2 separate regions of the Mus musculus genome follow, and region 2 is linked to region 1. A link is a contact called in public promoter capture Hi-C data. All regions are on one chromosome and are shown on one strand. Each heading gives the region's core, a stretch centred on a gene start, on an enhancer-like site or on the middle of the called end of the contact. The rest is flanking DNA. Distances are from core to core; before and after follow the strand shown. Region 1 overlaps Auh (AU RNA binding protein/enoyl-coenzyme A hydratase). Region 2 has its middle 15 kb from the start of Gm33519.

Region 1 (3,596 bases), core at 742-3,241:
CCTCAAAGCCCTGCCCAAACTCACTCACTAAAAACAACTCAAGGAACTCAGGCAATGTGCAGTTCTACCACTGTGGAGGCAAGCCTCAGAAACGTGCCAGCAGAGGCCACAGAGGGGGAGGGGGGACGGACACACACAGATCCATCACTACCCTGACAGCATGTCTGGGCCCCAAGGGAAGAAATCTCTTGAGGGCCCTTTAATAGTTTAATGGTTAAACTCAGCCTCTGGCCCCTATCCACTTGCTATGAGATGCAGACTAGGGTACCAGTCAGGCCCTCTAATCCATTCAGAGACCTATGGAGGTCACCTCTCAGGCAAACGTGAGGCACGGCGTCCATGTGCTCATGAGCGCCACACTGGGAACCGAAGCAGAGACTGTGTGTGTTTTATTGTCCCCTAACAATTCAACCCTACGTCACTAGATACACACAACTTAACTGCGGATCCACCCTAGGCCCAGATCTGAGGAGAGCACCGGGAGTCAGGAGTCACTTCTGGCTTCTGTGAGCTGTGACTCTGGAGCGGCCACCAAAAAGGTGCAAATTGGAAACAAAGCTGGATGTCAGCCTTCAGCTGAAAAGAAACTGCAACAAAAAAAGAACAGTTACGTGGCTGAGTGGCAGAGCATGCCAGAGAAGAGCAGAGCACTGTTTCAAACAGAGACAGGGACCTCTACTCAGTAAGGGGACACTCAATAAAAATATGGAAGCCAAGGATGGTGACACACACCTACAATCCAAGCACTCTGAGAAGCTGAGGCAAGGGAATCACAAGTTCAAGGTTAGCCTGAGCTACACAGAGAAACCATGCCTGAGAGGGTGAATGAGAACAGGCAAAGAAAGCGGGACAGGAGGAGACCATGAATGAAAGGGGGAAGAGGTGGCAGTGGGGGGTGGGGGGCTGGAACAGGGCAGGACATAAATGGAGACAATATATCTACATAGACACTGTGACAAACGGGCACAGGACAAGACGTTTAGACTCATTAGAGAAATGCAGACTAGAGTCATAATGCCATGAGCGGCAGGATGCATCACAGCACCAGGGCACACTCCTCTCTCTGTGCTCTCTCGCTCTCGCTCTCTCTCACGCACTCACTCTCTCTCTCACCCCCACACCCCCACATTCTCTCATGCACACATAAACACACATACTCTCATACACACACACACACACTCTCATACACATGTAAACACACACACTCTCTATGCATACATAAACACACATACACTCTCATGCACACATAAACACACTCACACTCTCTATGCACACATAGACACACACACAAACACACATTCTCTCTCTTGGCCTCTTAGTTTGGAGGTCTTGCGGCATCTAACTAAGAACTTGTGTGTGGCTGGCTCGGTTGTAGAAGACCTAGTAACTCCACTCCTGAGCACTCACCCACCCAAGAGAATAAAAACACACGCCCACAAAGACTTGTCTGTGAACGTCTCAGAAACCACCATAGTTTCAGGGTGAACCTTCCCTCTAAGATGTCCCAAGTCATCCCAGCCCTGATGCACTTAGCCACCATAGTCCTGACCAAGGGGCCACCAAACATAGAACTGGAGCCTCCACACCTCTGAACCCAGATGAATTAGCCTTTCCTCGGTCAGAGTCCATCACCTCAGTTGTTTCCTTACAGTGACTGAACGGTGCTGATGCAAGTGTGGTCCGCACAAAACCAAACTATCACGTGCTCAGCAGAAAACCAGCAGCTCCACAGGAAAATGGAACCACGGAAATTCACGGCCAAACAGCAAAGCATTATGGTAGATCAAACAGGCCAGACACAAAAGACCTACAATCTATCCTGCAAGGTTCCAAACACCTTTGTCTGAGGAGACAAAGTAGCCTTTTTTTTTTTTTTTTTTTTTTTTTTTTTGGTTTTAAGGGTTCTTCACTGTAAGAAAAAAAAAAGATTTATACAAATGGACAGTCTGTATACCAAGGCTTAAACATCTGTTAAAACATCAATTATGCACTTAAAAGTGGTAAATGTCATTCCAAGTAGTTCATATCCTCAATGAAATAGTTAGCAGTGTTTTATGTAAACCAATGCATGCAACACAAAAGAGCAAAATAGCCCTGTGCCCCTTCACTCCTACAGAACTGACTTGTATAACACATCAGAGCGAAACCCCGAGGCTCTGAAGCAATCTCTTAAATAGATTTCTTCATTAGTCAGAGGCTCCCACACTCAATTCCCGTCATGACATCTGAACACACACCATTTAACAACGCGTGCTGACGGTTTTAGTGAGGAGGCCTTAGTCATAACACAATTTACTAGAATTCAAAAGCAGAAGCGAAACGACCTTTACTTTTTGGGGGAAAAAACCCACACTGGCATAATTCAGTGAAACACTCAATTTAGACTCTGCGCAGAGCAACGGCTGCTAAGAACTGGGTGTCATTTGTCCAGAAACTGCAATGAGGCAAAAGCGAGGCTTGGTTAAGTTTTCATTTTAGAACGTTACGGTAAAAACACCACCACGTATTTACTGCGTGGTGTTAGAACAGAGACGCAAAGATAACAGCTGACCACAGGGACCAGCTGCTGGCAGCTTCTACACGCCGAGCAGCCTGACCTAAAGGGCTTTTCCATCATTCCATCGAAGGTGACATTACTAAAACTAAACAGATCCTAAGCATCGGGAAATAACAGATTTTAGAGGACGAATACATATGTAAAGAGGTGAACCTTAAATCAAATACACAATTCCTATCAAGCATAGGGGACAAAGCTATGTAGGGCTGATAACGCCCCCCACACATACACACACACACACACACACACACACACACACACACACACGCACGCACACAATGTCCCCTGCAATATTCCAAAGGGGCCAACCGTGAGTCCAGAAGCTTTAACCTACAAGGAACCACGCACTATGCATCCTGGTCTGCAAAGCCACTGAGGCAATAAGCACACAGTTGGGGGGTGGGGGTGGGGAAAGGGAGGTTGCTCCTTTGAGATCTTAGGATAAAAGTCAAGGTTAAAAAACAAAACAAAACAAAAGCCTGAGGGTTTGACATTACAACACTGGGGTACATGGGGTACGGCCCCTGCTGAACATGGGAAAGGGCCTGGGCTGCATCTGCAGCACAGGAGCACTTCGCCGCACAGGCCTCTACATAACGGACTCTGTAAGTCCGTGTTTTGGTCTTAGCCTTTTCCTTCAGTGGTTTTAGACTAACCCAGGAGCTGAGTCACCACCATAGCTATCACTTCAGAAAGTACACTTAGGCACCCTATGCACTATCCAGTTAGCTTCTGCAAAGGAGATCACCATTTCAGAAGTTTCAGGATAAACTGTATGCCCAACCCAAGGTCTGACTTGTAAACAGTCCACAGGGCTGGAGTGATGCTAGGAGGGACATCAACGTGCACCCCCTCTCTGCTGCTAGCACCCCACGTCTCAGCGCCGCCTTCACCCTAAGTGCCCACTTAACATTCTAATTGACGCGTCAATCCTCTTGCACGTCTGTGTGCTTGGTAGAGTGATACAATAGTATTTAGTAATTAGACGTGATAAAGTGTCTTTATTAGAGGAATGTAGGGTGAGGAAAGCCTTCTCTTT
Region 2 (3,596 bases), core at 677-3,176, 120 kb after region 1:
TTCTCAATTAGTGATCAAGTTGGGAGGGCCCATTGTGGGTGGTACCATCCCTTGGGCTGGTAGTCCTGGGTTCAACAAGAAAGCAAGCTGAGCAAGCCAGAGGAAGCAAGCCAGTAAGTAGTACCCCTCCATGGCCTCTGCATCAGCTCCTGCTTCCTGACCTGCTTGAGTTCCAGTCCTGACTTCCTTGGTGATGAACAGCAATGTGGAAGTGTAAGCTGAATAAACCCTTTCCTCCCCAACTTGCTTCTTGGCCATGATGCTTTGTGTAGGAATAGGAACCCTGAGTAAGACATGCCTCATCAGAGAGTTTCTGTCTTTTCCTGGTTGCTTTGGGGATCTTTTCAGGCCAGCACTGTTTCCCTCTGCATCCTGAAAGCTGGGCTTATGGTTTCTTTGTGGGGCCACCAGGGCGGTGCTAATAGCCATCAGCAGTCTGCTCTCAGTGGCTCTTTTGCGGTTGAAGTATGAGTCTGCCTGCTGTCCAAAGGTTGTCAGAAAGTTCCGGGGAAGTGGGTGAAAGGACCTACCCCCAACAAAAGCCACTGAGAATTCTGTGTAACTCAGCACCCAAAGCGCCCACAGATCAGAAGGTGTGGGTCATCCGACCATGTAGACGGTGCCCGCATGCCCCATCAGCTTACGGCACGCTCCCATGAGATGCTCTCTGAGGATGTGTCTCCATAAGACTTTATGCTTTGCATCAGCACCAAGCCAGAACTCACTGGCTGTGGAATTCCCATTCCCCAGGCTATGCAGAGCAGCCTGGCTGTGCCTCTGCCTGGGCTCAGGATTTCCTTGAAATTTTCCTTCCACTGGGATGCAGCATCATTCATTCATAGGACCGTGAAAACAGGGCTGTCTGTAGCAAGCTTCCCCACCCATTCCCCAAAAGCCCTCACTGCCTGAGACACATTCGAATGCAAAATCAAAGTGAAAGTAGCTATGTAGCTACCTTGAGATTCCCACACAGTTGCTTGGCCTAGGAATAAGACAGAAGAAGTATTCCGGTAACGCATTAGGCATGCTGGTACACACTTACAATCCCAACACTTGAGAAGCAGAGGCAAGAGGATTTAAGTTTAAGGTCACCCTTGCTACTTAGCAAGTTGGGGGCCAGCCTGGGCTACACAAGTTCCTGTCTCAAAGATTAAACAACAAGAACTGTTAGCTCTTCCATTTAAACTCTCCTTCGGGAATATTTTTTAATGGATAAATATGTGCTTAACATATTAGCCTCAAAATGTTTGTGTCTGCTAAAGAAATGCTTTGCATAGACTGTACACTGTCCCTCTTTTAAGTAAGCAAATCAGAAGGCAATCTAATTATTGACCTTTGATATGAGAAACTTAGCGAAAGTAGAAAGATCAAGTTGTTTCCAAGGTCCGAGAGTATGGCCTTCCATTATGAAAAGTGTGATTACCACGTTCTAGTCGATGGGAACTTTGCCTCTTTTTGGGGCTACAAAAATGGACCTTTCTGACCTCTGTGGAAGAGATTGTGAAACTTTCTGCATGTCCAGTTTTTTTTTTTTTTTTTAAGTTCCATTAAGTGAAATCCAAAACTGTAACTCAACACAGTTTGGAGACAGATGACTAATTTCCTAAACTATTTTTGGATTTTCCCCGCTTCATCCTTTGCAGCTTCCAGAGAAAACTTCCCCATGAAGTCTGCTGCCCCCTCAAAGCCCCTTATCCCCAGAGTGATAGAAAGTGAAGAGTTACTAATGAAACCAGTTTAAAAATACTCACACCCCCACCCCAACCCGGGTGCTGCCTCCTGTTCACTGGTAAGGAATGTGGCCGTGCTCGTGCAGCCAAGGGTAATCTAAAGGAATGTTCATAAGATACCCATGGCATTACATCAGTGCACAGTCCCCAAAATCCATGGAGACTTTCCAAAACACAGTCGGGCCACACTGACAGGCCAGCGAGTCAATACACAAGGCAAAGGGAAAATAGCACATATCCTACCAAGCACTGAGGCTGAGCTATACAGCCACAGAACAAAGCTGCCAGAAACATCTGCCTCTCAACCCACTCATTTAAGCAAATGGTAGTGGACCCTGAAGGCTAAGCAGGAGACATCCAGAGACAAAAATGTCCAGCCCTGACCCTCTGATGATGAACACAATGTTCTTTCCAGGGAGTGAGGTGGCTCTAAGTTATCCTGTGCTTCCAGGTATTGTGACTCCAGGGGAGGCGCTACTATAAATTGGAATTCAGTCCATATATCTTCAGCACACTGATGTGTTAGGCTTATATAAGTCTGGAAGAGCAAGCTTAGAGTATGGGATGGGGAGCCCTGTGAAAAGAACGTACAAAGGGAACCGGGAGCGAGTTCTTAGGAGCAGTGTCTTCTGAGATCTTGTGTCCCACTGAAATCTCTCCATGTTCTCCTGCAGTGCTCCTACCCCTGGCTTGATGACCACTGTGACCAGCCTCCGTTCCTGGCTTCACTTCCTGGCGAGCTCAAGAAGCAAACATCTCCCTGCTGTGTCCTTATAGGTTTTTGTCACCTGGTCATGTCTACACTCAACTCATGTCTGTTCTCCTGCCAGCTGCCTCCAGCCTGACATACCCACCATCTCCAGGTCTTCCATGAAAAGGGGTTGTCTTCTCTGCATCCTGAACTGTTCCTTGGGATCCCCATCTTTGGGGCACCTCTCCTAGTCCTCAGCTGCCCCTTGAGCACAGGGCTGGCAGGCAGTTAGGGCTGTCCACAAACCACTGAGGGCTGATGGAGGGGGAGAACCGCCGATGTAGGAAGGGAGACAGAGTGAATAGACAGAATCACAGCCAGGTCAGAGAGCGTTTAAAGCTGAGTCAGGAAATGTCTGTTCTGAGGATCCATGGAAATGATCAAAACCTCAACATTTCCCCAAGCTGTCTTGTGCAGAATAGCTTACCTCAGCAGTGTGGGTCTCTAGGCCTCTTTGGGAAGCACACACATGGATTGTTGTCATTAACAACTGCCACCTTGGGCTGGAGAGATGGCTTAGTGGTTAAGAGCGCTGACTACTCTTCCAGAGGTCCTGAGTTCAATTCCCAGCAACCACATGATGGCTCACAACCATCTGTAATGGGGTCTGATGCCCAATTCTGGTGTGTCTGAAGATAGCTACAGTGTACTCACATACATAAAATAAATTAAAAAAAAAAAACGACACCCAACCACCACCCTCCTCCTTTCATTTGCAGACTCTAACTCCACAGTATTCTTGGCTCTGGCCATTCACTGTGTCTCTGTTGGTGGTAGTTTGAATGAGAACATTCCCCATAGGCTCATTTATTTCCTTGGCCTTCTGTTGGTGGAACTGTTTGGGAAGGATTAGGGGCGTGGCCTTGCTGGAGAAGGCATGTCACTGATGATCTTTGTTCACTCCCCAGTATCCACATGGTGGAAGGTGAGAATCAACTCCTACAAGCTGTCCTCTGAGCCCTGTACATGTGCCAGGACACACCCCCTGACCTCTATATATGTGCCAGGACACCCCTCCCCATATACACACACACAACAAGTGTTTTTTAAAAAACATAATACAAATATTAAAATCAGAGAGTTAGCATTGATATAAAGTTGTCTAATTTCTAGCC

Evidence for each region. Capture Hi-C pulls out chosen DNA fragments and counts their contacts.
Region 2: a contact with region 1 is called in a promoter capture Hi-C map of adipose tissue. The contact joins two enhancer-like sites. A contact is called at or near these places in 3 of 9 other capture datasets (adipose tissue, liver and pancreatic islet).

What each region holds. Positions count from the first base shown.
Region 1 is chr13:52,912,475-52,916,070 of GRCm38.p6, forward strand. All of the region lies in intron 3 of Auh (AU RNA binding protein/enoyl-coenzyme A hydratase), which reads right to left. Among named protein-coding and RNA genes, the nearest start is that of Auh, 15 kb to the right of the region's middle. Within about 2 kb of position 1,992, at least 85 of the 459 cell types and tissues checked have an H3K27ac peak or open chromatin away from gene starts, as enhancers often do. A contact at or near this core is called in adipose tissue, where this site is marked.
Region 2 is chr13:53,031,920-53,035,515 of GRCm38.p6, forward strand. No RefSeq gene overlaps it. Among named protein-coding and RNA genes, the nearest start is that of Gm33519, 15 kb to the left of the region's middle. Within about 2 kb of position 1,927, at least 65 of the 459 cell types and tissues checked have an H3K27ac peak or open chromatin away from gene starts, as enhancers often do. A contact at or near this core is called in adipose tissue, where this site is marked.